3 separate regions of the Sus scrofa genome follow, and all the other regions are linked to region 3. Evidence: chromatin contacts called from public HiChIP or PLAC-seq data. All regions are on one chromosome and are shown on one strand. The core of a region is the stretch at or near the end of the contact, and the rest is flanking DNA. Distances in the headings are between cores, read along the strand shown.

Evidence for each region. HiChIP or PLAC-seq counts read pairs in DNA pulled down with a chosen protein or histone mark.
Region 1: a contact with region 3 is called in an H3K27ac HiChIP or PLAC-seq map of alveolar macrophages. The contact joins the promoter of TADA1 here to the promoter of CREG1 in region 3. A contact is called at or near these places in 2 of 5 promoter capture datasets (fetal liver and fetal skeletal muscle), 2 of 47 Hi-C or Micro-C datasets (liver and skeletal muscle) and 1 of 2 datasets of contacts at active chromatin or transcription factors (alveolar macrophages).
Region 2: an H3K27ac HiChIP or PLAC-seq map of alveolar macrophages shows a contact between it and region 3. The contact joins the promoter of POGK here to the promoter of CREG1 in region 3. A contact is called at or near these places in 8 of 47 Hi-C or Micro-C datasets (alveolar macrophages, fetal skeletal muscle, heart right ventricle and 4 more) and 2 of 2 datasets of contacts at active chromatin or transcription factors (alveolar macrophages and skeletal muscle).

The regions. Positions count from the first base shown.
Region 1 is chr4:84,173,275-84,175,974 of Sscrofa11.1, reverse strand. TADA1 (transcriptional adapter 1) reads right to left here and starts at 1,309. Exons shown (of 8, transcript XM_005663143.3): 1 at 1,232-1,309. LOC106510106 (a long non-coding RNA gene) reads left to right here and starts at 1,668. Exons shown (of 3, transcript XR_002343364.1): 1 at 1,668-1,828; 2 at 2,426-2,529.
Region 2 is chr4:84,201,885-84,204,584 of Sscrofa11.1, reverse strand. It overlaps POGK (pogo transposable element derived with KRAB domain), which reads left to right and starts at 1,410. Exons shown (of 5, transcript NM_001244259.1): 1 at 1,410-1,541. The coding sequence starts at 1,410.
Region 3 is chr4:83,457,050-83,459,749 of Sscrofa11.1, reverse strand. CREG1 (protein CREG1) reads right to left here and starts at 1,392. Exons shown (of 4, transcript XM_001928982.4): 1 at 956-1,392. The coding sequence starts at 1,309.

The sequences.
Region 1 (2,700 bases), core at 60-2,559, 720 kb before region 3:
TTTAGAAGTACCGGTTGTGGCTTAGCAGTATGGAACCCAAATAGTTTAACCCAACTAATATCCATGAGGATGTGGGTTCAATCCCTGGCCTCACTCAGTGGGTTAAGAATCCGGCATTACCCTGAAGTGTGGTGCAGGCCAAAGATTCGGCTCAGATCCTGCATTTCTGGGGCTGTGGTGTATGCTGGCAGACGTAGATTCCATCCCTAGGCTAGGAACTTCCATATGCTGGGGTGCGGCCCTAAAAAGACAGAAAAAAATTAAAATAAAATTTGTTTCTTTTACGTTTGAAAATAAAATTTTAATAACAACGTTTAGAAAATTTCCAAACTGGTCCTTGTTTCTCAGGAGGGCTCTTTCTACGACCTGGGCCTTTGCTGTATTACTGATTTTACACTAGACCACTTTAGCCTTTGATCCAATTACCAATTATGTAAACTCGGTCCCCTACTAGAACCAGGGTGAAAGTCTGGCTGGGCACCTCAGGGGTCCTTTGCAACCCTGTGTAAGGTATCAGAGGCAGAAATCAGACGCGAGGGTCCCAATCCTGCTGTGACTTTTGAAGAATTACTTAACCGCTCAAGATCTCAGTCTTCTCATCTATCAAATGGGAATAATAATGAGAATAACATCTCCACCGTGAGGATTAGATGAGATAGTACAATTAGCAATTACCGCGCTGAAAAGGTGCTCAATAAATGTCCGCTACTGCTATGTCACTATAACTGCAAAAGTGTTGGGTGACTATTATTTCTCAAGAGGGTCTGTATGCCTTCCAAAATAGTTGTTCACGCTTTACCGACAGTGCCTGCACAGTAAGCCTCCGCCTCCAGGAAGCCCTCCAGGAGCTGGCCGCCCAGCGTGGTGCCGACTCCGACTCGGGCCAAGGGAGAGCCACACGCCTCCCACACCCTCGCGCACGGCCCGCGACTGCTCAACAGGCCCTTGAGCGTGAAGGCGTGGAGTGAGCTTTTCCTGCCCCACCCAGGGCACAGCCTCGGGTGAAGGCGCCCTCCCGGGTCCCCAGGGAGCCCCGGCCCCTCCAGACGGGTCAGAAGAGGTTGCTCGCCGCCCCGGCCCGGGCCGGAGGAACCTAGAGGGCCCGCCGACCGCAACGCAAGAGCTGCGCAGGCCTCGCGGCCGCGGGGACCCACACCCGGGTGGGTCGGCAGCCCCAAGCCAGGGGAGCACCCGCGCGGAGACTTGGACACTGCGTCCGGAGAGTTCTTACTGTTTCACGTTGTCCCCCAGAGCCTCGCTCAAGTTCTTCTTGGCCGCCTCCAGCTCGCTCACAAAGGTCGCCATTGCTCCCCAAGACTCAGCCCGACCTCGGACCTCTCAGCCACAGACACCAGCAACCGAAAAACCAACTCCGTGAAGGCTTCGGCTCTGGAGGCTCCGTCTGCTCCCGTCTGCCCCGCCCCCAAGCGCGCAGAGGACGTTTGTTTGGTTTTCGGCTCCGCCCGCCTTTCTGAAGAGAAAGTGCTGATCCAAATTCGGTGTTTTCGCGGTTCTCTTCCTCCCGCCCCCTCGAGTCACGTGACCCGCCCTACCTCGCGCTTCCCGCGCCCCACCTAAACCCGCCGGCCGGGCCGGGGCTGCAGCGTCACCTGCAGGGCTGGCGCGTCTCAGTTCTCTCAGTTCTGCTGCTGGGCAAGCTCAGAAATTCGTTTTACCTGGTTTAAATAGCTTCTCCGTCCAGGGCAAAAAGCAAATGCAGTATTGACTTTATTCTTTCTTTGCCTTATTCTTTTTTGCCGATAACTAGTCATCTAATATGCCATTTAAGTGACTTATCTTGTTAATTTTCTCCCTTCAATTAAAACGTGTAAGTTCTTTGAGGCAGGATTTGTTTTATTCACCACTGTCGTTCCCCAGTTCCTAGAGCAATGCCTGGCACATAGTGGGCTCTCCACTGCTGAGAGAATGAAGTCATTATGAAAAACAGGGAAAATACACAGAACGATAAAGGAAAAAGAAAGAAAAAATGTTACCACCCCCAAACTCTTTTAACAGAGAGATTTCCCCCCCTCCCATAATTTATAAGCATACTCTATCTTCAGTTGTGCATCCTGGTAGGGTTTTTGGTTTGTTATTTAATATAATAATATAAATATTTTCCTCTGAGAGTACATTGACTTTATAATCATAATTTTAATAACAGCATGTTAAATACCACACAATAACCGGTTTCCCAATTGTTAGATGGATTATTTCCATTTTTTCTATTAAAAACAATATTTTAATACACTTTATGCATAGTTTTTCCTCATCTAGGGTAATTACTTGAACAAAGTCCCATAAATAGAATTACTGGTTTAAATAATAGGAATTTATGAGCGTCTTGGTGGATATTGTCAAATTTTGTCCCCCAAATTTGAAATAATCCTAAATGACTTTTAAATCTTGTGTGATTTCTCCACAGAGTCTCCTTCAAGCTTCTTCATTCATTAAGCAAGGATACAGTGAGCTCCAGTTATGTGCGTGGCTGTCTTTTGAATTCTAGAAATACAAAGATGAACAAGGCAGGTAAAGTCTTCCTACCTGTGTCGTAAAACCTCAGATGAATTTTGAATTTTTAAAAAGTAATTATCCACTTACACTTGCCATGGCTCCCCAGTGACTACTGAACAAAGTCTAAACTCCCTAACCTGGCTTTCAGATTGGCCTATGATCTGAATCCAGCCTCCTCTCCACTCA
Region 2 (2,700 bases), core at 161-2,660, 740 kb before region 3:
GCGGTGCGGCCCCTCCCGCAGGCCCTGGGCGGCTCGGCCGCGGCGGGGGTGGAGGCGGGGGTGCCGAGGCTGCAGCTGCAGCTGCCGCCACCGCCGCCTTTGTTGCGGGCCCGCCAAGGGAGGCAGGCGACGCCGGCCTCCGCCGCTCGGCAGGTGCGCTGGGGCCGGGAGCGGGCCGGGCTGGGAGGCGGGCCGGGCCGGGCGCGGGCAGGGGAGCGGCGGGAGCGCTCCCGGCGCGGGGCCGCGGAGAAAGGGAAATGGGACAAGATGGCTGGAGAAACCCGAGCGCGCCCGGGGGCGCGGCGGCGGCGGCGGCGGCGGCAGGCGGGGCGCCGGGCGGGTGGGGGGCGGCGGCTGCGGGCACCTCTCGCTCGCACCTTAGCTGCGGGGTGGCGTCCCCAATCCCCACCCTTCTCCCTGGAGCTGGCTGGGGAGGCCGAGGCCAAGTTCGGGCCCCAGCTCCTGGGATCTCAAGCCGGTTCCGCTCGCCCCAGACCTATCCAGGCAGCATTCGCCCGACCTTTTGGGAAATATACAAGAAGAAGACTTTGAACTCCGGAAGAATCTTTTCTTTGGAATCCCGGGAGGATGAGGCCCACGAGATGCACCCTCACTCCATACCTAGGAATTGCCCGCGCCCCTAGAGGGCAGGAGCGCGGCCCTTTGTACTGGCCTAGGAGCCTGGCCAAAGAGAATTTGCAGAAGAGAAAGAATTTGCGATCCGGACGCAATTTCCCGGTGGGGGTGGGCCCCAGAGCCTGGCCCTAGCTGATTTCTGCACCTTCTTGGGTGTCCAGGCATTACTCCCCACAAAGGGTCAACTGACCCCTGGCCTTGGAAGATCGCTTAAGGCAGAATGACTGTTTTCTCTCCTGACTCCTGGGCAGAACCCTTGAATCTGGAAAATCCAGACGATGGGTACTCTGAGCCAGCCAACCCCTTGATGCTGAACTGTCCCTTACAGGAACAACCCTGTTGAGCAAGTGCTGGACTCGCTCAGACGACTTCACTGATAGGAAGACAACACCCTGTCTTGAGCCAGCAACCAGGCTCTGAGAAAGTTCTGCCTTTTGATGCACTTTTTAAAAACCTTTCCCCAGAATGTTTACCCATCGGCCTCTTTGGGTCTTTACAGAACCGGTCTGGCCTCTCTTCCACAGATAGATTTTTAAATATTTGAAGGTAGCCAGGTATGCTATCTGCCTGCTATCCTTCTTCTTAGTCATAATTAATATGTCACCTTCTGGCTTCCTTGTGCTTTCCCTATAGCCCTTCCTCCCCAGGCCTGACTCCATGCCCTTCCTTCATTCCAGCAGAACTTGTACTTGGGGCTAGAAAGGCTTATGTCTGCTGAGCTGCCCTCGTCACCCTAGCACCTGATTTTCCTGAACTGAATTTTTCTTGCAGAAATGGAATCCACAGCCTACCCTCTCAATTTCGTCCTGAAGGAAGAGGAACAAGAAGAAGAGATTAGGAGCCGGGAACTGGAGGATGGTCCCACAGATATGCAGAAGGTCCGAATCTGCTCAGAGGGCGGATGGGTAAGTAAGAAGGTGTGGGGTGCACATGTGGCTGTGAGGGCAGGCCTGGGAGCCAGGCAGACATAGGAAGTGAAAATAGCCTAGCCCAGCCCAGTGTGTTTGTATTCCTGAGAAAACAGTCCTGTGGCTTTAAAAAGCACAGGCAGTGAAGAATAGAAGAATTGGTTATGGGAAGAGTCCCTTCAGCCATGTAGCTTATTGCCATCAAGATTGGAAGTCCAGTAGGCCATGACTGTGTTTGTTTCTTGTAGCCCTGGATTCCCTATGTCCTATTCAATGCCAGACACCTTGTAGACACCAACTAAATGTTTGCTGACCTATGTTAAAGAAAAAGTATTCTGACACTTGTTAAGATGATAGGAAAGACTATTCTGAACTATGCGTTTAGTTTTCAAGATTTTTCCAAGTAGGGGAGAGAAATTGGGCTCAATAATAAATACAGGTGGGAATTTATAGCCAAGGAGCAGAGCTGAGGGCTCAGTAGATGGAAAATTACTAAGAGGAGATATCAGGTGTGGGGGATTCTTTCTCAACTGACTTAGCAGGATTTTTGCAGAAACTGGGCTGGGCAGGCTGAGGACCAGAGAGAAGGGAGCCAAGATTGAGGCCTAGTGGAGGAGAGGGCTCAGGGGAACCTGAGGAAAGTTTGAGGGAGGGGAGAGTCTTTGTCACCTGCTGCTGGTTGAAGGGAACCATTGAAACCATTTAAAGGCATCTTGGGGCACTGAGCTGATATGAGGTGAGCTTTCTGGAGGTGAGATGAGTTGTTTCCGTGTGAGCAGTTCCCTACTGTAGTTGACACAGGAGAGTGCTGCCTTTCCAGCTGGCCTGGATGGAGGGATTGGAATGGTGGGCAGCCGTGAATAATACCCAAACAGAACAGTGATAGATTTAGAGTAAACTCATAAAAGTGTAAATGCAACAGATATTTAGACTTTATAGTGATGTACATTATTCATAGTACTTATTGGACTTCATAATTGAACACAAATGGTAAATATTTTCAATAAGCAACAAAAGGACATTCCTTTTCACTGCTTAGTTTTCCATTGTGTTGAATATCCTTTGTTTCCAATGAGAGATTTGTTTTCATAGAATCACAGTCCTTCCAAATTATCCAGTCCAGCTCCCCTCCCACATGAGGGAACTGGGGTGCTGC
Region 3 (2,700 bases), core at 143-2,642:
TCTGAGACTTGTGTTTTGAAGGCCGACAGAGCTGGGGTGAAACTGGAGTGTGGCCACTGGCTTTGGGCAAGTTACATAACCTAAAATTCAAGTTCTTCATCTGCAGCATGGGGATGGTAATACCCACTTCAAAGCGTTATTAAAGGAGACGATGAATGGAAGATGAATGAAAAGGTCAGCCTGGAACAAGGTTATATCAAACCTTATATTAAATATAAGGTTTCTTTCATCTTATCATTATCAACAGTGTTAACCTCTGGAGTTCTCATTGTGGCTCAGCAGTAACCAACCCAACCAGTATCCATGAAGACGTGGGTTCAATCCCTGGCCCCACTCAATGGGTTAAGGATCCGGGTTGCAGTGAGCTGTGGTGTAGGTCACAGATGCAGCTTGGATCTGGTGTTGCTGTGGTGTAGACTGGCAGCTGCAGACCCCTAGCCTGGGAACCTCCATATGCCGCGGGTGCACCCCTAAAAAGACCAAAAAAAAAAAAAAAGACTGCAATAATCATACACAATGTTGTATTTACTTCTTGCTGCTGAAGGGAAAATTCTTAATTCAAAGGAGGGATAAGAAAGAGAAATCCCAAAGCCAGTTATACTAAGTGCTAAACTACCCAAAAGTCTCCACACCCTGTAAAACTTTTAATAAGAGTTCAGTGAGACACCGTAACCCAAAACGACCCCAGGTGAGAAGTCCTCCAGGTGCTGGTAGAGAATTCACTAGAAGTGCATTGCGCAGTGGCGAGGGCGTGTGTGAAATTCCTGATATTTAGCTGCCCAGCAATAGAAAAGCTGCAATGCTCGCCTAGCCAGCTCGGGAAAGAAGAGGTAGGTTTGGCCTACGTTCAAATTCTTATCTCTACGAGGCCGGCTCTCCTTCCTCAACAGAATTTAAGCGACAGTCAAAAGGCTCGCGCTTCGGCCCGCGGTGCCACACGGCCCCTCCCGCTCACCTGCAAGTTGCCTACTGATTGCTGCAACGGGCTAAGATAGAAGTACAGGACGCCGGTGCCCTTGCCTGGGGGGCCGTCGCTGAGAGATAAGACGTCGGCAAAGGGCCTGCCCCGCACCCCCTCCTGCGTGGAGATGGTGGCCAGCGCGCCCCAGTCGCAGAGGTTCGTCACGAAGCGGGCCACAAGCGCCGCATTCTCGCGGGGCGGGAGCGGCGGCAGCAGCCCGGTGGCGTCCCAGTGCCCGTGGCCCTGGCCGCTTCGGCCACGCGCTGGTGTCACCAACAAGGCCACCAGCGCGGGAGCCAGCAGGAAGGCGAGCACGGCGCGCGCAGACCCGCGGGCACGACCATCCATGTCCGCGACTCCAGCAAAAGTTCCGCGTCCGGGGCCTACCGGGTCCCAAGACTAGGCGTGCGCGCCCGGGCCCCGCCCATCGCGGGGCAAACCGATCCTGCCCCTTCCGAAGAGGACCAATGGGAGTACGGGGGTGATGGGCGGAGAGGGCGTGTCCCTCGGCCCGCCCCCGCAACGTGCTGCGAGGAAGCTGTTTACCCACCTTCCTGCAGCTCCGCCCCGCCGCTCTGACAGGATTGCGAAATCTTCCTAAAGGGGGTGGTCGTTTTGGACCGAGGAAAAGCAGAGGCTTAGAGAAATTAAGCAGCTTGCCTAAGTCATATTCCTAGGAAAGGACCAGTCTCTTCACACACACCCCCTTCCTTTAATACCTTTGGATTTGGCTACCTGGCATCTGAGAGGAAATGCTGTGTTTTCTTCACATGCTCCTCTTGTCTGTTTACTTCACTGTCTGGTTACTCCACTATAAAGAGTAAAGACCAAAGAGCAGCAAGGGTCCCAGGGGGAAAACAGAAGCCCCAAAGTTTAACACCTCAATAACTTATTACTCCTGGCCCGGGAGTCCCTCAGAGATACCAGGGGATTGTCAGGATTCCATGCACGTATTTGAACTCATTGAAACCAGTTGTGGACCGTGGTTATAAGGCTCGGGGACTGTGGTTTCACAGATGTCTTGCTTTTGCTCATCCCTCACCTCATGTACGTGGCGTTTCCCTTTGCTCCTCCTAAGAAAGTCTCTTCCGTTTTTCCAGGGGTGCCTCCTCTTTCTGATACTCTGGCAATTGGCAAGTAGGCTCATACCACCTGATGTGCCCGCCTTATAATTATAAGCTTTAATCACACCTCCTCATAGCGAATCCTCATTATTTTGACCTGGCCTCACGCCCCTACTTTAATCATTGTTATAAAGGCCAGTGTGGTGGTGCTGGGGCAGGAGGTTGTCAGTTTCTAAACCTGGCTCTGGTATAAGCAGCCTTCAGAGGCTGAGGTGTTCAACAAAGGTGAAGTAACTTGGGGCCCCGGACCAGTCACCTGAGCAGGCAGGTGTGGGCCACAGGTGTGTGAACTGAAGCCCCGCCTCCATTTCCGGTCTCCAACTCGGCTTCCCCACATTGAGCCTGGAAGGTTCTCAGGCTACTCAGCCAGAACTTGGGTACATGGAGTTCCCGTCGTGGCGCAGTGGTTAACGAATCCGACTAGGAACCATGAGGTTGCGGGTTCGGTCCCTGCCCTTGCTCAGTGGGTTAACGATCCGGCGTTGCCATGAGCTGTGGTGTAGGTTGCAGACGCGGCTCGGATCCCGCGTTGCTGTGGCTCTGGTGTAGGCCGGAGGCTACAGCTCCGATTTGACCCCTAGCCTGGGAACCTCCATATGCCGCGGGAGCGGCCCA